4 separate regions of the Mus musculus genome follow, and regions 1, 2 and 3 are each linked to region 4. A link is a contact called in public promoter capture Hi-C data. All regions are on one chromosome and are shown on one strand. The core of a region is the stretch at or near the end of the contact, and the rest is flanking DNA. Distances in the headings are between cores, read along the strand shown.

Region 1 (6,363 bases), core at 2,452-4,951, 1.0 Mb before region 4:
TCAGGCTGCAAACACTAGTCAAGCATTCTCCAGGTGAGCAACCCTCAAAATGCTGAGTGTCAGCTCAAGGAGAAAATGCCGGATAAGAGTAAAGGTGGAGGGGCTGGAGAGATGGCTCAGCGGGTAAGAGCATTGACTACTCTTCTGAAGGTCCTGAGTTCACAACCCAGCACCCATCCTAAATGAGATCTGACGCCCTCTTCTGGAGTGTCTGAAGACAGCTATAGTGTATCTATAATAGTAAATAAATCTTTGGGGAAAAAACAGTTGGAAGGTAGAGGTAAAAGATGAGTTTGAGAGAGGAAGAGGTGGGAGTTCTTCCTTCACAGCTTAAATCTAAGCGGGAAGCTTGGAGAGGGGAGAACAGAACAGGGTAGAAAAAAATAAAGGGAAAGGAAAGAAAACCAGCTGTGTTTTCTGTCTGTTTATGTCTGTGCGCTCAGCACTTGGGAAGCTAGAAGCAGGAAGATGGAGCTCAAGGCCAGCCTGGGCTACATAGGCAACTGTCGAAGGGAGGGAGAGAGAGGGGGGAAGGAAGGAAGGAAAGGAAGGAAGGGAGGGAGGGAGGGAGGGAGGGAGGGAGGGAGGGAGGGAGGGAGGAAGAAAATGAAGGAAGAAGAGAGATAAGGGAGGATTTGGATGGACACAGATTTAGCTAATAAGTAGAGTCTAATGGAAGAGTTGGGAAATGTTTAAAAATGAGAAAAGTTTGGGGTGTTAAAGGACTTTTAGGGACTTTGACAAGTTGTTCCACCTTTTGACACTGCAACTATTGACAAAGTTTACACTCAGGAACCATGCAATCAAGTTAATGTTACAGTTTGCTACATCAGTTGCCATGTTGGATGTTGCTGCCCATAGGCATCCTGGCCCCAGGGCATCAGTGGGTTGGAGACACCCACACGGGTAAGAGGTGTGGAGCAATCTGAGCAGAATGGGCAGCTGGGAATGAATTGGTAGAATGTGCTTAGCACACACATGGTCCTGGTGATCTCCAGCATCAATAAACGTCACTTGGGAGGCAGAAGCAGGAGGATCAGAAGTTCAAGGCTATTCTTAGCTACATTATGAGTTAAAGCCAAGCTGGGCTACATGTCTCAACAAATAACAGATGATGATGTTAGCCAGTGGGTTCTCTCTCTTTTTTTTTTTAAGATTTATTTATTTGTTATATGTAAGTACACTGTAGCTGTCTTCAGACACCCCAGAAGAGGGCATAAGATCTCATTACAGATGGTTGTGAGCCACCATGTGGTTGCTGGGATTTGAATTCAGGACCTCCGGAAGAGCAGTCAGTGCTCTTACCTGCTGAGCCATCTCTCCAGCTCCTGGGTTCTCATTTTTTGATAATTTAGTTATATTATGAAGTGTTTTTCAATGGTTTTTCCCATTTAAAAAAACAATTGTTCATACATTCTAAAACTTGGAAGCCAAGTGGATCATTGTGTTAAGTCAGTTGATATAATACATATAATCAAGAATAAATATCTTGGTATAATAACTAGATAGAGAAAAAAGTTGTGGCCACTGCAACTAAACAGTGGCTACTGTTTACTAAAGAGTGAATTTTTGTGTTGTGCTTTTTAAAAATACAACACACATATACTTAGATATGGATTATCTTAGCCTGTCAATTGCTGTAATAAAATACTGACCAAAAACAACTTGAAGAGAGTGCTTACTTCAGTTTACAGGTTGCAGTTGCTCATCAAATAAGGCTGAGGCAGAGCTAAGGGCAGGAACCTGAAGTCAGGAACTAAAGCAGAGACCACAGTGGAAGGCTGCTTACTGGCTTGCTCTTCATGACTTACTCAACTGGCCTTCTTATACAACCCAACCACCCGCGCAGGTGTGACACTGTCCACAGTGCCCTACATCCTCCCACACCAGTCATTAGGAAACTGCTCCCCAGACACGCCCACAGGCCATCAGCTGTAGACAATTCCCCAAAAGATGTTCCTTCATCCCAGGTAAAACTAGTAGTTTTAAATTGACAAAAACTAGCCAGCACAGTGATTGGTTTGCTGCTCCGACTTCTGTTTGGTTTGTTGTTGTTGATGTTGCTTAGTTTATTTTACTTTTGAAATGATTGGCAAACCACTCTAAAGGAAACCAGGGAAATGACATACGTGCTGGTGAAGTATTTCTGAATACAGATTCCCAAACAAACAATAGCAAAAAGGGAAGAACCACACATGAATTGACTGAAACAGAAATGGCTGTCTGATACACACAGGAACAGAAGGAATACAAATAACAACTTATACTAAACTCAGTCTCTATTGGTTAGCACATCAGAATAAGATCATCATAAAATACATTCATAGTCAGACAAAACAAAAACAAAACAAAAACAAAAAAACAGAAAACACCACCACCACCAAACCCAACAAACAAAAAGATGTATATTTTGTGACAAGGTCTCGTGTATCCAGGCTGGCCTAGAACTCCCTCTTGAACTGAGAGTGACCTTGAATTTCCAATCCTCCTGCCTCCAGCACCTGAGTGCTTGATTACAATCGTGTGCAACCACGTTCAGTTAAGAAGAAAACAAAGCACCTTTAGGGGGATTCTAATAACGTTCTCCAGTTCATTTTCCTATGAGTTAGGAACAACTGTGGTCAGGCTGTGCTTGCTAATACAAAGGAACGAACATTGAAAGCTACCCAGTTCCACTTTTCTGGTTTTTATGCAGGATGACTCAACATACCCAGGTGCGGATGGGAAGACAGAGTCAACGGTCAGGAATTTACACACAAGTCTAAGTCCTATTTTCAACCAAAAAGAGACTAAATATTTAAAGACCCTCTTTACTTAGTGATGCACCAAATTTATCAAGTAATAAATACTGGTCATTTTTGAAACAAATTGTGTTTCCATAATAAATCCTCTGTAGGACTTGTTACATCCTTGGCTGATGCCGGTTGAAGAAGGGGGACAGGATTGGAGTCAAACATTGGGGAACTGAAGGCTTTTCAAGGACGCTGGAGAATGGGAAGGCCTGGAGTTGCCAAGTCGATTGGAGCCTGAGACCAATTGCAGACGTCAAGCCTACACTACGCCAGGGTCAGGATTCATTCGGAAGGCTAGAAACGGGACAGTGCCTTCGGCCCAGAAAACGGGCTTCTGAAGGTCCTACGGGTTGGCCTGAGTCTGAAAAATCCTGCGATCGGAGACATTGCTGCGATCAGAGGAACATCTAAGGGCGGAGGTTGGGGGGGGGACACGGCTGGAACAAAGTGAGTCGGATTCCCTTACGGGGTCCCGGGTCTGACAACTGCTTTGTATACCCGAGCCACACCTGAATAACAACTTGGGGAGTGGGGACCGCGGCCGCAGGAAGTAGATCTGTGGTTGGACGTGGAGGCCAAGATCCGGCTGGCTGTCCAGTCTCTCGCGCCGGAAGTTCGAACCAGAAGCGGTAGTCTCTTCGGTACCTTTCCTGTAATCCGAGCCCAAGTCCCATTTGACTGAAGGCCTTCTGGGCTGTGTAGCGGTCTCTGACTGGCTAGAGAGCGACTCAGGAAAGCTAGCAAGACCTAAAACCATGGTGGAAAGACACGCGGTCGCAGAGCAACTATCTACACTGGAGTGCGTTGCCTGGGAGACAACCGGCAAGCAGACCGCGTGACAGTCTTTAGGCGTTCTTTGTGAGGCTCTGTTGGGCGTGTTGCCTAGGAGACGAAGGGTGAGTGGGCGGGGCGTGCAGGCGGTGGGTGTAGCAATGGTCCTTCTGGCTACTTGGCGCATTTCTGTGAAGACAGGCAGCCCACCCAGCTTTTCCCAAACGCCTGGGAACTGCGTAGTCCTTCGAGGTACAGAATCAGTCGCGGGGTCCCCCTAAGCCCCGAACTGCCCATTGTTCCGCGAGGAGAAGCCGTTGCTACCAAGGTCCGGAATCATGAAGGGCCCTCTCTTTCTTGGAGAGGGTCGTCCGCGGCTCTGCCCTGAAAGATTTCGGGGGCACTGAGGGAAGGAGGTAAGATTGTTTGAGTCTTGTCACCACGTAGAGAGGCCAAGCTTCCTAGGCTTGTTGTGGCACCTTCCACTCATCTACTTGTGGACTCTGTTCCACGTTTATAACCCAGAATTTAACCAGCGCCCCACCTATATTTGCCAACTTTCTCCAGAAAGTGTAATCCACCAGAAATATCAGCCTTCAGAACTTGCTGTCTAATGATGAACAAAACTGGTTTTCCTCGAGTCTCAGGTTTCACGGCTACAAATTAACTAGATGCCAAAAGCCTGGTTGGTTGTAAAATGTAAAAAATGGAGATGACGTTTCTGTTTCCTCTCCTCCCCTCTCCCCCCCCCTCCCCCTCCCCCTCTTGAAACTCTTGAAAGAGTTCCAGTAGTCTGGTCAGGAACACCACATCTTGCTTCAGCTTCCAGGTCTGCTCTACCATGTCCTACTGTCTGTGATCGCTTCTTACTATCTTTGCAACTCTATAACAAATGCCTTTATTTGTCATTCCCACAAGCTTTGCATTTTAACTTTACCTCTGAAGGGACTGAAGAGAGCAGAAACAAAACCAAATGTCACTTGGAAGTCACATTCCTTGGAAGGCAGGAACAGGGAGACAGAACAGTGGAAAAATAACTGATTGGCCTGAGGTTACCTGAATGACTTTTCATTCTGAGAGGATAAGTTAGGCCATGACCTTATGCTAGCTGAAACTGGCCTGCCTGGGAAATCCTGATTTCTCAAAGGTTAATTTTAAGAAAACAGCTTTGTTTCTGTGACAAGGAAAAAATTAAATCAAAACAAACAAACAAAAAACCCTGTAGTTTGTTTCCTCAGCTCTTTGTTGGGGGGCAGGACCCATAAAGCAAGGGCCCCACCTTTCTCTTCTACCTCCTGAATGCTGCAGTTCCAGGTGACCATCACCAAGGCTCTTTTCTACTTGCTCTCAGTTGACTTTGAGGTCATTAATGTTGGAAGTCACACAGCTGAGCAGAGAACATGAGTTTCCACTAGCTGTGCTGTATGTAGATGACACCAGTCATGTGTGCTGAAAACAGCTAGACTTGCTGGCTGGTTATGAGAAGATGGAAAGACTTGGCATATCACTTTCCCTCTTGTCACCTTTAACCTTTGGGTCCAGTTCTACTTAACGTAATCGGAACATATCCACCCTAATGTTCTTTCAGTGGCTTCTACTCCCTCAGCTCCTAACCACCCTCTTTCTCCTGAAACCACCCCAGTAGACCTAAGGCCCGTCCCTTCCATTGTTCACGGTCTCTCTGGCCATGGCTGGCCCCCTTCCTCTGTGTGAAAAGACCCCCAGCACTTGGGCAACAGTTCTGGCTCAGTGATGTGAATGTTGGTGTAATCACTGAGTTCTCTGCTGTGCTTCTCGATTGATGGGTTCTTGCCCTCCAAACTTCCTCCTCCGTCCTGCAGGTTTCAGTGGGCACAGCCTAGCAGAAAGATGCAAGCTTAATACGGCACGGACTGTCGACTTCCACTTTGATGACTTCACCGTGGAGTGCCTTCCCAGTTCAGATCCCCCAGCCTTCGATCAGAGGCCTCTCGCAGATCACCAAGAGCCTGTTTATCAGCAATGGTGTGGCTGCCAACAACAAGCTCCTACTGTCCAGCAATCAGATCACCACAGTCATCAACGTCTCAGTAGAGGTAGCAAACACCTTCTACGAGGATATCCAGTATGTGCAGGTGCCTGTGGTCGATGCGCCCGTCGCACGCCTCTCCAATTTCTTCGATTCCGTTGCCGACCGTATCCATTCGGTGGAGATGCAGAAGGGCCGCACACTGTTGCATTGTGCTGCTGGGGTGAGCCGCTCAGCTGCGCTGTGCCTCGCCTACCTCATGAAGTACCATGCCATGTCCCTTGTAGATGCCCACACTTGGACCAAGTCATGCAGGCCCATCATCCGGCCCAACAGTGGCTTTTGGGAGCAGCTCATCCATTACGAGTTGCAGCTCTTTGGCAAGAATACAATGCAGATGATGGACTCGCCAATGGGACGGATCCCAGACATCTACGAGAAGGAGACCCGTTTGATGATCCCACTGTAAGCCAGCCCACCAGTAACTCCAGTACACCAAGGTCTGAACTTGAACTTCGACTTTTGTTGCTGCAGGAGCACAGCAGATGGTGCTTTTCATGACGCCAGAAAAAGTGTTGCTATAGCATTTAACCTCGCAGTCCAGCCAGGTTTGGTGGTGCATGCCTGTAACCTCAGATTGCTGAAGCAGAAAGATTACAAGGTGAGTTTGAGGCCAGCCTAGGCTACATATGAGACCCTATCTCAAAAACAAAATCAAGAACAGAAATTCCCAACAATTACTATCTTGTCATCTGTGCTTTCAGAGAGTACATTCATTTCTTATAATATAGT
Region 2 (6,115 bases), core at 905-3,404, 1.0 Mb before region 4:
CTGGAAGCTTGAGTACTAAGAAATACCACTTTTATGAAAAGTGTTCTGGAGCATAAAGAGGTGAGATCACTGAAGAGCTGCAGGCCCTGGGCAGGTGACCAGATGACAAAGCTTCCTCCTCCTCTCCAGCCTCAAAATACTCCCTTGTGAAATACAATGACATGGGAGCCTACCTCACACCGCGGCCAGTGGGATGAAATGAATGAGTGTAACAGAGAATGAAGTTCATGACCACAGCTGACGCTATGCCCCCTTGCCTCCAAATGAAAAATAACTCAGCAAATCACAAAAAAGTCCTTGTCATTGCATAGCTGGATAGGAGCGTTGCCTAGCTGGAGTGTATGTTAATATAGATTAAAACCGCCATCTGGGTAGGGTCTCCTATTGCTTGCTTGGTGTGCTAACCCTGTGTTCTGGGTCACAGCTGAGACACTACGTGAGTAGGGCAACTCAGACTCATTTTGGCTTCTCCTCCACCTGAAAGGGAACAAGGCCCCTGACTCTCAACTTGGTGCAAGGGTCACATTTAACCAGTGGAGCACGAATATTCTCAGCCATACCACACTTAGCAAGCCTCTGCACCAGGCGCCTTGTCTCCAAAGGGCTCAGCAGAACCTGAAGTACTATTAGCGGAGGAAACCCAAGCTTTGGCCAACAACATGGTGGGAAAATCTGTCTAACAGTGAAGAAGGCCTTCTTGAAGAGTTGACTCTGAACCAGCCTCACAGTCCTCACACGGAAACTTTTAGAAAAGCCATCCCTCGGGTGCTTTCCTCAGGCCTATCTCAGGAGGGATTCAGCGGGAGACCTAGACACTGCTGCAGCAACCCCACTTAGTTTGAGAAGCTCTCATCTAGAGCGGCCTGAGATCTCAAAGCTTGCAATCCCAGGAAACAGCTAGTGAGAAAGGGAAGGAAGTCCAGCTTTAGCAGGAGGTCGTGCCAGCTCTGTCTCTACTGCAGCTCCGAAACCCAAGCTACTTCTGGAATAAGCAAGGGAACAGGAAAGCATTATCTGCTGCAAAATGTCAACTTGGGGTCCCAGGGGGTACACACTATGTCTGCTCTATCTGTGGGTCAGCGAGTCCCAGCCCAAGGCCTGGCCACCAGCAGGTGTCAGCAAAGGTAGGAAACAAATGAAGTAACCACGGGAGGTGGGACCCACAGTCCTTCCCAAGAGAGGGGTTCACTAGCTGCCTCCCTCCATGAACACAGTGAACCAGACGCAGCCCCTGGTTCCATGACCACCAAAAACAGGAGGGGAACAAAAGACCTACTCCACCCATCTCCCCACTCATCCTTTTAAACTCAAGCTTGCCAGAGGCCATGTCCACAGGTCACGTCTTCCCTTGGCAGTTGACAGGCATTACTTCTACAGAAGTTCATGCAAACATCTCAGAAGGGTTATGGTGACACCCACCCCACAGTCGAGGCCGGCCACCACCACCCTCCAACCACAGATGTCCTACCTCGGTACTTCCGTACCTGTAGTAGGACAGCAGGCCATTGCCGAGCACGAACCAACGGCGCTGGTAGCCCTTCAGGTAGTTAGTCCACTTGAGGAGCCAACCCTTGTAGCTGTCCAGAGGTGGTGAGACCATTTGGACACCAATCCCTGACACCGGAGTCCCGACAGAAATCTTCGCCTGTCCTTGTCGCAGAAAAGACTGGGTCTTTGGCACCAGCTTGGACTCGGGTTTGGTGACGGGCAAACTCCCTACTGTTGACTGCAGCGGGGACGGCATTGCCAGCTCTGGCGAAGCTTTGATGATGGACACAGACCTTGTGCCGTTCTCTGACCCCGGCCACAAGCCCTGTAGTTCCGATTCCTGCCCAACCCCTGAAGGCCTTGGCACAGACGTCGTCTGGGACCCAGGTTCGGATCTCGACGCCGGCTCAGAAATTGGCTGGCACACCTGTTTCGACAGCAACTCCCGCTCTGGTGCCTGCACAGGCTGGAGCTGAGGCTTTGACGCTGGTCCTGAGCCGAACGCGGATGAGTTCATGCCCGGCGCCGCCGTGTGGCAGGACAAGCAGGGCACAACCGTGAACAGCGACGAGAGCCCGCGGGAGCGGCCAGCGCAGCCGCCGCCTCGGCTCAGAGCGGCCGCTTTCCCCATAGAGCTGTGGACCCGAGCTCGGCGGAGCGCGGAGTGGGGGCGGGGCGGGGCGGGAGTGGGTGGGGCCTGTTCGGAGGGAGTGGCGGGGCGGAGCCGGGCGGGGTTGGTGGAGGAGTGGACGGGATGGGTGGAGCCCTCACGTGAGCGACAGAGATCGGGTGCGCGTGGGTCCCTCCGCCGCTCTGGCTAAGGTGGAAGGAACCCCGTGGGCCAAGAGTTAGGCAGACGACGTGGAAGGCACTTCACGCTTCAGGCTGCTGTCCCTCCTGTGCCAGGCGCTGGGAGAACAATGGTGAATGAAAGCCACGCGGTGCGCTCGCCACGCAACTCTGAGCAATGGGTGGGTCGTGGACAGCAAATCTCAAACCCTGGGAGTCCGACCTGAGGAAATCCAGCCTAGGCCCTCTCCCTAGTTGTGGGAACTGTAGCCACTCCACAAACTTCTGTTGGCTCATCTATACAATGAAGATAATACCTCCTTCAAAGGCTGTAATAAGATGGTGCATATGAGGCACATTTGGCAGAGTAGATGCTCCGAGAGCATCATTGAGTTATTAACTAGAGAGTTCTGTGGTACATTTTGTCAGCGACCAGAGCAGGAGATGAGAGCAAGGTTGACAAGCTTGGGAAGCAGCCACTGTGCATGCACGTGTCAGATGTGTGTGCAGCCCTCAGGGAAGGAAGCTAACTAATAAATTCTTAACGAGATGTTTCGACTCCTGAAACAAATTGCCAAGCTACCTAAGATGACAGGCCTGTCATTAGTTCTACCAAATTTGGGCAAGAGTCACAGAAGAGACAAGGTCTACAGAGTTAGAGAAACAAGAAAGACCTTCAAGGAGAAACCGCTGTGTACAAAGACCCAAACCAGGGAGAACAGCTTGTCTGGCAAATAGCTAATAGCTCAGTGTTTTGTCAAGAGGAGGGCAGGACACAGAACAGCTGCCCCACACCCCACCACAAGGAATGCCCTTTATCCTAGAGAAACCAAAGCTTCTAGAAACAAGGGAAATTTATTTTCATTTTTAAAGTGGGGGGGGGGGGGAAGGAGGTGAGATGGCTCAGTGGGTAAGAGCACTGACTGCTCTTCCAAAGGTCCTGAGTTCAATTCCCAGCAACCATATGGTGGCTCACAACCATCTGTAGTGAGATCTGATGCCCTCCTCTGGTGTGTCTGAAGACAGCTAGAGTGTACTTACATATAACAATAAATAAATCTTTGTGCCTGAGTGAACAGAGGTCCTGAATTCAATTCCCAGAACAGAAACCACATGAAGGCTCACAATCATCTGTATAGCTACAGTATACTCATAAACATAAGATAAAATAAATAAATCTTTTAAAATAAAGTGTGTTGAAACAGAGTCTTTATATGTAGTCCAGGCTGGTCTCCATCTGGAAATGTTTGTTTCTTAGAACCAGAGTTCTGGGATTACAGACGTGAGCCATTATACCTGGCCCAGAGCTTTCACTCTTAATATTCTGGACAAAAAAAAAGAAAAACTTTAAAATCTCTGATCTTTCCCAAAGAAATGTCAACTCCAAGTCTGGAGCAGGAAATGCACAAGATAGACAGAGCCACCCGGAGCAGGAGCGATGGCCAGTCTTGCTAAGGACCTGGGATTCAGGTCCCAGAACTCACACTGCAGCTCACACCATCTACAACTCCAGTCCCAGGGAGCCAATGCCCTTTTATGGCCTCTACAGGCACAAATGTGGTGTATGGGCATCTATGGGAAGGCAAAACAGCCATGCACATTTAAAAAATAAATAAATAAAAGGAGGAAAGAATAGATGAACTTATCTGGAAGATCTTGTCATAGTCAGAAGCAAAGAGTCATTCAGGACTACTGTGTTAACATGTTTTATCCAAAGAACTCAGGAGTCAATTTAAACATGACCTTATATGTTGTGTCCGGCTAGCAGATCACAGGTCTGGGTTCTAGCCTGGAAAGGCACTTTGGAAACCTGGAAGAGAAGAGGGGCTAGGCTGCGCGAGATAAGGACGGAACCAAGACAAGGCTCGGCTCAAGGTTCAATTTTAATGTCAGCAAACACGCTTTATAAAGAAAAAGGGAGGCCCGTCCCTGGCCAAGCAAGTTCCTTAGAAGTAGATAGGTCAGCTTTTTAGTGGGAACTTTCGAAGATGAAGATCAAAGTTCGGTGCTAACTCCGGAAAGTCTTGGAAGAGAACCGGTTCGGCCTCAGGCAGGTTGGGCCTCGGGCAGGTAATGGCACATCAAAGGAGCAGCACAGCAGGTGGCTCCGCTAAGCAGTGGCGGGAGGTCACAGCCAGCCTTGCTAGGCTGGAAAGAGGTACCACTTATAATCCAAATGAAACAATTTGAGCATCAGTAAGAATAATCACTATTGTGATGGGCTGTAAAGCCATCATTAAGCCCACAAATCCCTAAAGTTATTTAAAAACAAATAACTCACTTTGGAGTTACTTCGTCATTATTCTGAAAACTGATAAGTTACCTTTGTTGTAAAACTAATCTCATACTAACCAAAGCATTGTCCGATAACTATAAAGAGAACAATGGAATTCGAACCAATCATCACCTTTGGGCAGCTCCTTGTGAATAATGAATCAAGGCAAATAAATATAACCTGTAGCTACTAAGAGACAGGTCATGGAGAATGTCATTACGTATCCAGGTGACATGAATTGAATGTGTTCATCGATCTTAACAACAGAGGAGAGTCACAGAATAGTACGTGTAGCCTGCTAAGAGCCAGAGCGAAACAGTACCATCTATGATTATTTTTCTGAATTTTATGTATGTATTTATTTTTTTATGTTGTATGGCTGTTTTATCTGCATGTATGTATTGCACCACGCGTGTGCAGAGGGCAGAAGAGGGCATCAGACTCCTAGGACTGGACTTACAGATGGTTATGAGTATTCAGAATAGAACCCGGGGCTTATGGAAGTGCTCTTGACAACTGAGCTCCATCTATGATTGTCTCTATAACCTCCCTCCACACCGCAAAACACTAAACTTGAATTTTACCAAGTATCTCTGTGGCTCAGTATAAAAGAAGTGCAGGGCCCAGCAAGGCAGCTCAGGGGATAAATGCCCTTCCCACAAACCTGACAACCTGAGTGCAGTCAAGTGTAAAGAGAAAGCTGATTCCGGAAAGTTGTCCTCTGACCTCTACTTACATGCTGTGGCACACATGAACACGACACATATCTTCACACACGACACATAATAATAAATAAGTTGGTTTTAAATATTTTAAGATAGAGAAATTTGCTCACTATCCCAAGGAGCTTGTCTTAGTTTCTTTTCTAATGCTGCAATAAAACTTAGAGAAGGATGAGTTTACTCGGAGCTTATAGTGTTGCAAGGTAAGCCCCGCAGGATATGCTTATACCTGGAAAAAAGTCTTTATTGCTTGCCTGTGGGTGCACAGAGAATTTACTCAGAAAATACTGGAAACTCTACAACCAAAAAACCAATTTGTTCAATAAATTCACAATCTAAAAATTTATGGAAATAAATTGTTATCAATTTTTGTTATTGTTCTGCCTTGAGACAGAGCCTCACTGTAGACTTGCTTGGGACTTGCTACATAGCCCAAGCTGATTTTGAAATCATGAGCCTTCTATCCCAGCCTCTGGAGTGCTGGGATTATAAGCATGTGCTATCGCAGCTGGGAAACTATTAGCAATTTTAAAAAGACATTTTAACCAGATGCAGTATGTGAATTTTGTTCAGATGTTGACTCAAATAAACAAAGCATAAAAATATATTTTAGGAACAGCTGGATGATACTGAACACAGATCAGAGTTTAAGAAATGCTGAATTCCCTAGTGTGAACCCCAAATTCTTATCTTACCTTTAGTGTAACTGTATTTGAAGTAAGCACATAATTGAGGTGAAATGAGGATACATGATGGGACCCTAATTCAACAGAACTTGTATTTTTATAAGAGGAGACACGAGAAGACTAGACATGGTGGCACACACCTTTAAATCCCAGCA
Region 3 (6,506 bases), core at 3,775-6,274, 1.3 Mb after region 4:
ACCACATGATGGCTCACAACCATCTGTACAGCTACAGTGTACTCATACACATAAAATAAATAAATAAATCTTTAGAAGAAGAAGATGATGACGACGACAAGGACGACGACAACAACAACAAAACAAAACACAGTCAAAAACCACTTCTAATCTGCTGGTAGCTTGAAGGTTTGACTCTCTCTAGCATCCATGCTACCAGTGTCTGAGTCCTTTGTACTCAAAAGCACTCTATCTCTAACACCTTAAATCTTCAACTTAACTACAAGAAGTCAGGCAGTAAAGACTCTCCTGTAACCTCAGGGTGCTCCAAACCAAGGCCTGACAGTCCTCACTCAGCCTTCCTGCGACTCCCCTTCCACCTGCCCATCTACACTACCCAGTTCTCACAACACTCCAGAGCTCCAGCTGCCTATGTTCACAGACTCACCCTAGAGGCAGTGTCCTTGTTGGAATAGAAGTCCATTGCCTTCAATATGCCATCTCAGAAGACAAGAGGGGAACTGACTCCTCTAAGATTTTCCAATAAGTTACAAGAGAAGTGAGAAACAGGTGGCTCCTGACTCCTATAAGGAAGACTTCCACTTAGCCATGCTTTTCACACTGACTCCAGGAGTCATTGTCTGTTTAGTCATTGACTGACTAGACTACTTTTGTTCTTAACATTTTCTAATACTAGCCGGGCGTGGCAGTGCACGCCTTTAATCCCAGCACTGGGGGGGGGGGGGGGGGGCAGGGGCAGGGGCAGGTGGATTTCTGAGTTCGAGGCCAGCCTGGTCTACAGAGTGAGTTCCAGGACAGCCAGGGCTGTACAGAGAAACCCTGTCTCGAAAAACAAAAAACAAAAAAAAACAAAACAAAACAAAAACATTTTCTAATACTAATGAACAGAACAAAATCTTTACTCACTTCACTCATGCTCTAAACCCTGAGAAGGGAAACAGACAGCCAGCCTCTGTCAGCAGCACTGCACTTGTGTGCTTTCTGTGGCTGTGTAAAACACACCATGATCACAAACAACCTGGGGAGGAAAGGGTTTACATGGCTTAAAGGATCCAGTCCATCATCAGGTGAAGCCAAGGCAGGAACTTGAAGCAAGAACTAAAGCAGAGACTACGGAGGAATGACACCTACTAACTCACGCAGCCTGCTTTCTTATACACCCCATACCACCTGCCCAGGGATGGCACTGCCCACAGTGGGCCCTCCCACATCAATCATCTGATGAAGGCAAGTCCTGGGCTGAGATTATGTCTTTTTTTTTTTTAAAGGTTTATTTATTTATTTATTACATGTAAGTACACTGTAGCTGTCTTCAGACCCTCCAGAAGAGGGAGTCAGATCTTGTTGTGGATGGTTGTGAGCCACCATGTGGTTGCAGGGATTTGAACTTCGGACCTTCGGAAGAGCAGTCGGGTGCTCTTACCCACTGAGCCATCTCACCAGCCCCAGATTATGTCTTTCTAGACGCCTTGGTCTCGGTTTGGATTCAGTTGACATAAAGAAGCACACACAGCAGCAGCTACTCCCCAAGACATCGGTAGGGAGCTCCCAAGCGCCACAGAAACCACCCAAACCACTCCGGCCTGTTCACAGACCCTGGGCAGCAACCACACTTTGAGAGAGGAAGTCACAGGAAGGAGTCTTAGGATCACTGAATCAAGAACAGAAAAAGCAGTAAATGAGTAGAAAAGATACCAAAACCCTTACCAATACTAAATGTAGCTTACAAGCCTCTTGCAAAGGCTTTCAGTAAATTAAAAAAAAAAAAAAAAAAGCAGATCCTCGGGGGACTTACTATGATCTACCTGATGAAAATAGTATTCAAGTGTATACATAGTAAAAAGTCTCTTGGTTGGCTGGATGTGGTGGCGCACGCCTTTAGTCCCAGCACTCAAGAAGCAGAGGCAGGCAGATGTCTTTGAATACGAGACCAGCCTGATCTACATAGTAGGTTCCAAGCCAGTCAAGGCTACATGGTGAGACCTTTTCTCAGAATAAAAAAAAAATCCAAAACCCCACAACAACTTATAAGCCTCTGTTTCTCATGGCCCAAATCAGTGTATATTATAGTGGAGACTCAATAAATACTTGTTTGAAAATAGAAACTGAGCCAGGCAGTGGTGGCACATGCCTTTATTTAATGCCGGCGCTCAGAAGGCAGAGGCAAGCGGATCTCTGTGAGTTCAAGGCCAGCTTGGACTACAAAGCAAGTTTCAGGATAGCCAAAGCTACACAGAGAAACCTTGTCTTCAACCTCCCACCCCACAAAAGAAAGAAACTGAGAAGATAAAAGGGCTCTCGGTCAAGGCTGATGGTTGAGAACCACCTGGGGTTGGAGAAAGGGTAAGAACAAACAACTCTTAAACCTGTACTTGGGACTGTAACCTTGGCTGCGGTAGAACCCAATGCCCCTTACGGTGACCGTTCCCCAGCTGTCCTCTACACTGGGCTCTTCTTCAGACTTCACAGTCCTTCCATCTCCTGCAAGATCCAGTCCTACCATTCCAACAGCTCTGAAGCCAGAACCTGTCTGCGATCTCAAATTCAACTTATCTAAAACTTTCCCACCCCCCAAATCCAAGTGACAATACAGTTAATGACCTCACTCTTCCAGTTACCCAGATTTGGAACCTTGAAATATTTGGTTGACCCTGTCCCTTCCTCGGCTCCCTACCTCCCATAGCATGGGCACCACACTGTAACCTATAGAGCTATCTTAACCTTTCAGAGGTAGCTGTTTTATAAAGTTGTACGATAAGTGCATCTATCTTGCCTTTATCAGTTCATCAGACAAACAAGAACCAACCTCTCAAATTGTGTTAAAGCTAAAATAAGATGTTATACAGAAGAAATTCAAATGCCAGCCAGCCACTGGGATACTCTTTCCTCCTTTCATAACCAAAACAAAAGTTCTCACCATACTATGGAGTGGCTAAATGACAAAAAGGGCAAAAAGATTTGGAATTAGAAAACTGAAGTCCTGAGTTGCAGGAAACAGAGTGAAGTTCTTGTTGTCATCTAACCTTGTTGAACTACTACGTCAGATTCAGAGAGCATGGCGATCAGGTGGCAAGACTTCATTATAAAGAAACACAAGGTGCCACCTCTCACCCTCTCCAATTACTCAACCAGCAGCACTTGGGCCACTGATAAGGATGAGCTACCCCAGGGACTCATCGGTTTCCATTCTGAAACTGAAACTCAGTAGCAAACCTTCCCACTGATCACCTCATGGTCATTATGTTAAGAGTTACTAGAACATTCTAAGCTTTGGCTTCTTCCACTGAGAGGAACTGAAGAAAGTAACCCCTGACAAGCCCACAGAACAGATTAAGATGGAAGGTAAGCCAGGTGGTGGCAATTCGAGTCTTTAATCCTAGGCAGATATCTGAGGTTGATGCCAGAGTGAGTTCCAGGACTTCAGAGCTACACAGGAAAGCCCTGTCTGGGGCTGATGCAGGGGTCAACAAACAGCAAAGGTGACATGAAGCACTTTATAGGTTTGTGAATCAGACTCTACACGCCCCTCAAAACCTACTTCAACGTCTCCTACAAAACTGTCTCAATTTCCTAACTACCACTTCTATCACTTCCTTCCAAAGAGCTCTACCACACAGAGAACTAGCAGAGCTCTCTATTAGTGTCTGTGCTTTACTCTCTGTACAGTGTCAAAAGTAGACAGACCATTATTTAAATATCCATACCATCAGAGTCTATACCGCAGCTGAGAGTGTTAAATATATTCATTAAATGTTTGCTTATTACTAACTCAACAATGTCAACAATCCCAGCGCGGGAGCGTCGGGAAGGAGGACCATAAGTTCGAAGCCATCCTGATCTACCTGGCAAGTTCCAAGTCAACCAGGGCTACACAGCAAGATCTTGTCTCGAAAGAAAACAGTTTTTAAAAAGGTGTCCAAACAACTTGAGTCAGTCATTAGTAACGCTTCAAAAACAATAAATATAACCTAGGACATATAAATTTTAATCCAAATGTAAATTTCGTAAACATTACAATTGTCCACCAACTTAGTAAGTCACTGGCAAGAGGCCACACCCACCAATCAATACATACCAGTCATTCCTGCCACCTCCGAGCCCGGGAATTCTGAAATCTACTAGTTTCTCCCGCTGTGAAAGTCCTCCTCCTACAGCCTGCACGGTTTGAACCCTGCCTAACAAGCCCCTTGCACCGTTCTGGGGATGCCCACAGGGCGCTGGGAGGCCCTCAAACCCAGGCTGACAGGTCCAACACCTAAGCATCTCCCGCACAAACCCAGCCTGTACCCAAAGAAGCGCATTCCTGCCAACGGATCCGTGGGTCAGATAACGCCTGGCCATTTACTCAAATCACCTGGTGGCACCCCAGAGAGAATCACAAACCCTGAAGGGTGGGCTACGGAGTGGCGCAGTTCCCAGACGTAGGACGCGAGCCGGGGCACCTCTGGCGCTGGGAGGTGGAACTGGGGTAAGGACCTGCTGGACCCCAACGGCCCGCCGCCTCTCTCCACCTCACCTGCAGCACCAGGGCCTGTGCGGCCCCGGGCGGGAAGCCCATGCGGTCCGAAGGGTGGCGCAGCAGGCGGTAGAAGTCGGTCTTGCGGTAGAGAAAGCCGAAGAGCACGCGCAGAAAGTCCTGGACATTGCCCACGTGCTGCAGGATGCCCAACAGGGCCTGGTCATAAAGCTCAGCAGCCCCGGGCTCCATGGCTCTGCTGCCCGAGGGACGCGAACACAGTGGGCACCGCCTCACACCGGCTGATTGGCCACTTCCGGCGTGCGCGCCTAACGGCTCCCCCCGGACAGCGAAGACGCGGAACTTCCGGTCCGCGCTTGTTACTACCGGCGGTAACCGATCGTCGTTCTTGCGGCTCTGCTGGATCTCCTCCGCCGCGACACTTGCCTAAAGGAGATTGGTATGCGCTCAGTACGGTTCCTACATGCAAGAATAACCATGGTCACGATGCGGAGAGCGCTTGCCAACCATGTTTGAAGAGGGCGGAAGCATTGTGGTGACGGCCACTTGACGTAGTCCCTGGAGGTGTCACGTGGTCTGGGAGCCTTTCTTCTTTCTGGATTGAATTCCTGCGTAGGTGTCTGGTGCGCCTTCTTATAATACCACATTTTGTTTGTTAGCGGAGGGAACGGAAAAGGAATATTGTAGAATTGTATGGAATTCCTATTAACAGAGCTATGAGTGAAACTCAGAAGGTTGCACCAGATTTCAAGGTGACTTGAAAGGACAAGAAAAGTGTGAAAAGCTCAGTGAAGGAAAAAAAGAAGTATGATACTGTAAATATGTGTGTGTGCATCCGTATGTATAGCATGTGTGTATACACGTGCCGTTACTAATACGTGCATATAGACATTTTAAGAAAACGTTTATGTAAGGTTGACACACAATCAATCTGTGGTTTATACCTGTAATCCCCGCATCCAAATCATGGCCAACCTGGGCTATAGAGTCAAACCCAGTCTCAGAAGAGGGTTGGGGGGAGACGAAAGACAGACAGATTAGGAACATATGCTAGGTCACAAACCGAAGACAAATGGCTGAGATGCCTAATAAAATATCAAAGCAGACTCTGGCCACCAGTCTCCCTCAGTACCTTCTGGTACAGGATCCTTCTGGCTGGCATACTAATCCTGACCTCTACCCTAAACTTCTCCAGTCCAGAGTCTGAGCTGGCCTTTTCCTCCCCAAGCTTCTCTGATTCCTATGTAACCCAGCCATTTTGGTTATGAGGTCCTTTTTACCCTTTGGCCTCTTGGTCTCCTGGCCTCTTGACTCCAGGTCTCTTCTACCCTCTCCCCTAACCCTTCTCACATGGCCCAGCTCATTCTACAGCCACTTCCACCCTGAATTCTCCCAGATGCCTCTGCTTCTGGCTGTCTGCTCCCTCCTGTCTACAATAAACCTCCTCCACCATACCTAGAAGCCATCATGTCCTCCTTTTTGTTTTTTTTTCATTCAATGTAGCTAAATTGGTAAAGTGTGTGACTAATGTGTCCTGAGTGTTGTATAAACTGTGTAGTAACCCACATGTGTGACTAATGTGTCCTGAATGTTGTATAAACTGTGTAGTAACCCATACCTGTAAACCTAGCACTGGGAAGGTGGCGACAGAACCAGAAATGTTTATTCATCCACATAGCCAGTTCAAGACCAACTTGGGCTCTGCAAGGAGATCCTGACCGGAAAAAAAACAACAACAACAACAAAAAAGATTTTAATGAATTTCATCTCTACTAGACTAACTAACATCTACAAATTAACTTTTTTAAAAGACATTGTCTTACTCTGCAGCCTTGGCTGCCCTGGAACTCGCTGTATAGACCAAACTGTCCTCAAATTCACAGAAATATGCCTGTTTCTGCCTGCCAAGTGCAGAAGTAAAGATATATGCCACCACACAGAGCAAAATACTGATTTTACTTTTGTTTTCTTGTAGTTCTAGGAGACAAACTCAGGGTCTTGAACATGTTAGGAAAATGCTTTTCCAGTA
Region 4 (6,174 bases), core at 2,858-5,357:
GATCTTTTTAATATGTGTGACTGGATGATTGACACAGCAGTGTTTGTTGACAGGCTAAGGCACAGGGATCTGGGGAGGAAGAGAGTAGGGATTTGGGGCAATGCAGGATTCTTGTGCTGAGGACGGGATTAGGTTCTCTGAAGAATGAGCCTGTGCCCTTCTCACAGCCTACAAAGATTTGCAATCTCGGGAGGAGACTCGAAATGCGGCCTGGAGAAAGAGGGGCTGGGATGAAAATGTCTACTACACAGGTGAGTGTTCCCTCTGGGGGTTAGTGGCACCGTTGCAAGTGGTCTGCTAGGAGACCTGGGGATGCAGGGCTCTGCAAGTTTCTCTGCAAGGACAGATAACATCACGTGGTCACCTCCAGTGTAGGAACTCATGGTTTTATTTGTCTTCTGTCATGTGCCCCATCCCTACCCCCTCACCTTTTGAGCCAGTGTCTTGCTGTGTTGCCCACGCTCATTCTGAGTAGACATTTTCCCTCAGTCTCTCAAGTTGCTGGGTTACAGGCATGTGCCACTGGGTACAGGTGGGAACTTACTCTGACATGAGTGTGACATTCCACACGCTCCGATGAGTCCTGAGGCCTTAGGATTCTAATACAGAGGTGACATATAACCCTGGGTCAGTTCTGTACCTCTCAGAGGACAGGGAGTTAGGTTATGGAAAGTGCTTTGCCCTGATAACATCAAAACATGCAGCCAATTTTTTGAGTGTATTTTTCCTGAAACTGTTGCCACTGCTAGAAGCCCAAAGATGCACACAGGGTCAGTAGGTACTGACCGAGCCTTCACTACATGCTGGACAGGCGGGAGCATGTGAGAAGCATGAGTCTGTCCCGCCCTTGATGCCTTTAGTCTTCCACTCGTCTACTGGGTGGGCAAGAGCATGTGTGTTGAAGGAGTGGCATGAGCCTTGCTATTCCAAGTGTGGTCCCAGCGGACAGCACCGGCATCCACTGGTTACTTCAGAAAAATGCCAACTTAGTGTTTCCTGACCGTCTGTGAACTAGATTTGTAGGGGTTTATATCCACATCAGAGTCTGAGAGATTAAACACAGGAAGCAAGAACTAAACTCTAGGCTGGATGGCTCAGTGGTTAAGCATTATACTGTTCTTAGAGAGGACCCAAGTTCAGTTCTCCGTACTCACTGTGGGAGGCTCACAGCTGCCTGTAAATCCAGCTCTGGTGGATCTGACGTTTTTATCTCCTGACCTCCATGGGCACTGTACTCATGTGTATATACCCACATGTAGATATATACACATGAAAAATAGAAAATCCTTTTTAAAAAAATCTCTCCTCCTGGGGGCTCTCCACTGACATCCGTCCCCCCACTGGCATGGCCTCCTAAGCTGTACGGGGGCAGTTGCACCAAGTCAAACCTCAGGCCTTACAGCTCTTCCTTGCCGGTATATACCGCTATAGTTCTCTCTTGCTTGCTGTTTTGGTGTTGGGGATCGAGTCCGAGATCTCACTCACACTAATCAGCATACACCTAACCACAGAACCGCAGCCCTGCCCGTAGGATCGATCTTGTTGCTTCAGCCGACCTCTGTGTCCTTGTTTTCATAGCATTAGGCTTTGTATGTCTTGCTTGTTTTGGAAGCATTGACGATAGGATGCGAGGGTTCATATATGCTAGGGAAGTGTACTACCACTGAGCTATCTCACTTTCACATACATAGAAGGTGAATAAAAATTTCCAAAATACTTGGCTTATTACCACCTAATCCTGTCTCATAACTTGGGAACCATGGGCCTCTCTCAGATGATAGTAGGGAGCCCTCCCTGTCACAGGCTTTTGTGAGTTTTGGGTCAGTGACCAAGGGTACCTCCCTTGCCCCGGGCACCCTGTAACCTCTGCTTTCCTCCCTGTAGTCCCCTTGGTTCGACACATGGAGTCACGAATCATGATTCCTCTGAAGATTTCTCCTCTCCAGTGAAGCTGGCACTGCCTCCACCTCCTTCCCTTTCTCCTGTGGACTAGCCTGGAAAGGAGGCGCTTCTAGGCCACCTGGCACAGTTTTCTCTGAACTCTGGAAGACTTCTGATGGGTGGTGTTCAGCTTCGACAAAGATGACGTTTTCTGAGAACTTAGTCCGTCCGTACCCAGCTAACCTCTCTCCCATGCTGGATGAAGAAGTTCTTAACTTCCCAAGCTGCAGAATAGCAACCTTTTAAGCTTTCACACACTTTCCTCTTAAGATCCGTCATCTCCAGGACATAAGTCCCCAGCTCCCAACTGTGGCCATGGCTTAGTTGCATAAAAGCAGGCATGACTGGCTGTTAGGAGGTATGGTGTGAAAGGGTATCAGTCCAGGTATGGCCCGGGAACTCTCTGGTGTCTACTTGTTAAAAAAGCAAGCCTGAGTCTTTAAAAAAAAATAAATAAAAATCCTGGAACTGCCATAAAGTCTGAAGTCGTGACAGTCAGGAGGAAATCCAGAAGTTATCAGTGTCAGTAGGTGGTCCAGAAGTCTACTTAAAGGGCTAGGAAAAGGGTGGGAGTGGGAAGGATCTGGGTACATGAGACAGCCTTGAAGCAGGAACCCTTCACAAGTGGGCACATAGGATTCAGAATTTAAAATACAGAATTGGGAAGACAGGACAGAGGTGACAGAGGATCTTAAGGGAGCACCCTGTTCCTAGACAGATGGAGAGGCGTATCCATGTTTTCCTACATAATGTGGTTAAAACTTGAATTTGTGCTTCAGCTCTTCTGTACTTCTTCCTTCCTACAGGCAAAAACACAGGCTGAGACCTATAGTTCCATCAAATTCTTTCTTTCCCTTCTTGACATTGTCCCCCAAACCCTCATTTTGCAGAAACACTAGGTCTGTGGAGTAGGTTGTGATTCTGGGGTCTCTTCAATGACCCCGGTACCTCATGAACCCCTGCTTAGCATGGTTGTGCTACCATCCAGGAGAATGTTGATGGAACCAAATTAAATATTTACTGTACGTTGTGGTGTTGTCTTCATCTACAAGGAATCTCAGTAGTTGTCTAAGGCAGGGCAGCTTCCAGTTGGCTGAGGGTTACACTGGCTTTGATCTCTTAGGGAGACCGTCTTCATCTTCGTCCCAGAGCAAGAAAAGGAGCTGTTTCGGCGCCACAAGGTATTCAATGTTCATGTTTGCAGACAACCAGAATTTACTCCAGAAATGCCAGGCATAGGAAACATCTGAAGCTTACAGGTACTGCACTAGAGTCTTGGGGGAAAATAAAAAATCAAAACAAAACAAAACAGTGAAGCAGGAAGCAGGTGTAATATAGGATTATGCCCCTGCCTCAGTTCCTTTCTGGGTGTAGTGACTCCGATAGTATCAAGAAGTTAGAGTGGGGGGGGGGGGCGGTGGTGGCACACGCCTTTAATCCCATCACTTGGGAGGCAGAGGCAGGCAGATTTCTGAGTTGGAGGCCAGCCTGGTCTACAAAGTGAGTTCCAGGACAGCCAGGGCTATACGGAGAAACCCTGTCTCAAAAAACAAAAACAAGGGCTGGTGAGATGGCTCAGTGGGTAAGAGCACCCGACTGCTCTTCTGAAGGTCCAGAGTTCAAATCCCAGCAACCACATGGTGGCTCACAACCATCCGTAAAGAGATCTGACTCCCTCTTCTGGAGTGTCTGAAGACAGCTACAATGTACTTACATATAATAAATAAATAAATCTAAAAAAAACAAAACAAAAATTTAAAGAAGAGTCAGGCATGGTGACACCTGCCTAAGTCCAGCGAGTCCAATGCAGGCGGATCGTAGTGACCAGCCTGATCTATATAGCGTTCAAGACCCGCAAGTGTGCTATGTAGTGAGGCCCTGAACAAAGTCAGAAGACAAAATCCACTCCTGTTCAAATGATAGCACAGCGACACTTGTGCTTTCTTGAGATACCACAAACTCACTCGAGTGAGTCGGCGGAGGGCCCACTAATTCACACTCCGGTGAAGGGGCACGAAGCACAGACTTGGACATTATCGCCCCAGTTTCCCAACTTAATAGAACTAGACTCGCCCCTTCCTTGCTTCCCAAGCTGCATCTGGCCTTCGTGTCTCACTTCCGGCCTGTGGCTCTCTTCTTCCGCTTCTCTATGGTCGCGAGCCGGAAGTGGCTACCCGGCTGGAAGGCGTGAGGAGCATTCTGGTGAGCGAGGGTAGAGGGCTGCTGGCTGGGGCTGCAGGTCCTCGCTGGGCGATCCGGGCTTGATGTGCAGACGGCACGGAGCGTGTCCGCGGGCTGGGGTCCTCACCTGTCGGGGTCCCCCAGGCTCGTGGCGGTTTTCTAGGAACTAACCGGAGCAGCATCCTCTGTCCCCATTGTAGTCTCCCGAGAGTGCTGCTGCTGGTGGTGACCCTCGTCGATGGTCCTCTTGGGCGTGTGGCAAACGCTCCTGGGTGGCGGTTGGCTTTCCCGGGTTTTCCGTGCCACCCTTGTGGGTTTTGTCAGATGAGTCCGCCACTCGTTTACCTGTCACCGGCAGCCTCCTGCGGTCCTCTGAGAGAGGCGTTACCATCGTCGCGCCGCACCAGACTCCAAGGAGTCGCAGAAAAGAGCTTTTATTGCTGGAGCAGAAAGGCTGAGAGCGCGAAGTGCGGACGTTACAAGGGCAAAGAAGCTTGGCTTGGCTTTTCTTTATGTTGTCCGCTCTATTTCCTAGCTAGCTGGCTGGACTTAGTGTATTTGCTTCATTAAATATTTTGCTTATCTTAATTTCTAAGAAAAGGAAAACAAGAATTTTTTTTCTTAAGTTATACTGCAAAGGGCTCGGGCAGTAAGAAGAGGTGCCACCTGCTCCGTTTTAATGAAGATTTTAAATGCAGTCACTATAGTCCTGTCTGTCTGGCAGCTTCTGTAGTCCAGGTTGGCTTCACATTGGTAAAGATCCCTCTGCCTCAGTCACTCAAGCTCTGTGATTCCTGATATTTACCACTATCCTGTCTCACAGCCCATCCGCCCCTCCCCCCTTTTTTCTTGGAGACGAGATTTTATTATGTAGCCCAAACTGACTTTTGAACACATTATATAGCAAAAGCTGATCTGGAACATCTCGTCAGCCAGCTCTCAGTCTGACCTGTTCTCATTGCAGGCATGTCCCGCCACACAGTTTTATGCAGTCCAGGAGATCAAACACAGGCGTTTGAGTATGCTAGGCCAGCACTCTACCAGCTGAGTAATATTCCCAACTTCACAGTCACTTTTTAAACCTATAGTTACTTTGGTAGAAGAAAACTTGGGTCTGGTCTGCATGCCATAAATAGGAAATGGCTTCCACTTGTCTTATGATATTGATATAACTGCATAGTATACATAGTATGATGAAAACATTTATTAATAAATTCTGTCTTGGTTTCCTTGTCTAAGATTCTGAGAGAGAATCCATTTCTTTTTAAATTATTTTTATTTTATGTACATCGGTGTTTTGCCTGCGTGCGTGTCCGTGTGAGGTGTTAGATCTTGTAGTTACAGTCAGTTGTGAGCTGCCACGTGGATGTTGGGAATTGCAGCTGGATCCTCTGGAGGAGCAGTCGATGATGCTCTTAACTTCAGAGTCATCTCTCCAACTTGAGAATCTATTTCTCACAAGAACCTTGGTGTTTGTAAATATTAACAATAAACTAGGAAACTTGAAGTAATTAGACATTTCGTTTGTGATTTTTGTCTCACTGTGTAGACCAGGCTGTCCTCAACCTCACAAAGATCCACTTGCTTCTGCTCTCCACTCCTGGAGTGCTGAAATTAAAGGCATGCGCCCTCACAGCTGGCCAGAAAAATGACAGCACAGCACTGTGACCCGTAGCTATAATCTCAGCACTGTTGAGGCTGAGGCAGAGGGGTCTCCAGTTTGGAAGCAGTGTGAGCTACATAGACTTGTCCAAAGAGACGGCGGGCAGGTTGACCTGTCCTCTGGTGTTTAGCATAATGCAGAGTCACTCCAGATCCACCCTGAATCGAGTTCCTCATCCTCGGGGATGTGCTTTGCGTGTCTGCGCCCCTTCAATCCCAGAAGGACTATTGTGCATTTAATTTGAGAGAAAACAATAATGAAGTGGTTCGTTGAGGGGCCCATGGGTCTAGAACAGTCAAATGGAGGTTCTGACTCAGGCTTCTCCTACAAGTATTGGTGGTAAATTAAATAAGGGACAAAACTACCCTCCCTTGGTTGTTGGGGGGACG

What was found. Promoter capture Hi-C pulls out the DNA fragments that hold promoters and counts their contacts.
Region 1: a promoter capture Hi-C map of liver shows a contact between it and region 4, with 2.9 times the contacts expected there. The contact joins the promoter of Dusp18 here to the promoter of Thoc5 in region 4. A contact is called at or near these places in 3 of 39 promoter capture datasets (hippocampal neurons and liver) and 1 of 115 datasets of contacts at active chromatin or transcription factors (pancreatic cancer cells).
Region 2: a contact with region 4 is called in a promoter capture Hi-C map of liver, with 3 times the contacts expected there. The contact joins the promoter of Osbp2 here to the promoter of Thoc5 in region 4. A contact is called at or near these places in 2 of 39 promoter capture datasets (liver and stem cell-derived epiblast-like cells).
Region 3: a contact with region 4 is called in a promoter capture Hi-C map of pre-B cells, with 5 times the contacts expected there. The contact joins the promoter of Nudcd3 here to the promoter of Thoc5 in region 4. A contact is called at or near these places in 2 of 39 promoter capture datasets (liver and pre-B cells), 1 of 484 Hi-C or Micro-C datasets (pre-B cells) and 1 of 9 other capture datasets (liver).

What each region holds. Positions count from the first base shown.
Region 1 is chr11:3,891,539-3,897,901 of GRCm38.p6, forward strand. It overlaps Dusp18 (dual specificity phosphatase 18), which reads left to right and starts at 3,702. Exons shown (of 2, transcript NM_173745.5): 1 at 3,702-3,979; 2 at 5,405-6,363. The coding sequence starts at 5,474. The coding sequence ends at 6,040. It overlaps 4921536K21Rik (RIKEN cDNA 4921536K21 gene), which reads right to left and starts at 3,588. Exons shown (of 3, transcript NM_026150.3): 1 at 3,302-3,588. The coding sequence starts at 3,549.
Region 2 is chr11:3,861,749-3,867,863 of GRCm38.p6, forward strand. Osbp2 (oxysterol binding protein 2) reads right to left here and starts at 2,155. Exons shown (of 14, transcript NM_152818.3): 1 at 1,485-2,155. The coding sequence starts at 2,119.
Region 3 is chr11:6,195,427-6,201,932 of GRCm38.p6, forward strand. It overlaps Nudcd3 (NudC domain containing 3), which reads right to left and starts at 5,025. Exons shown (of 6, transcript NM_173748.5): 1 at 4,517-5,025. The coding sequence starts at 4,708.
Region 4 is chr11:4,891,236-4,897,409 of GRCm38.p6, forward strand. Thoc5 (THO complex 5) reads left to right here and starts at 4,108. Exons shown (of 20, transcript NM_172438.3): 1 at 4,108-4,143. Nipsnap1 (nipsnap homolog 1) reads left to right here. Exons shown (of 10, transcript NM_008698.3): 9 at 168-251; 10 at 1,885-2,966. The coding sequence ends at 1,949. Mir6918 (microRNA 6918) reads left to right here and starts at 110; the gene lies at 110-167.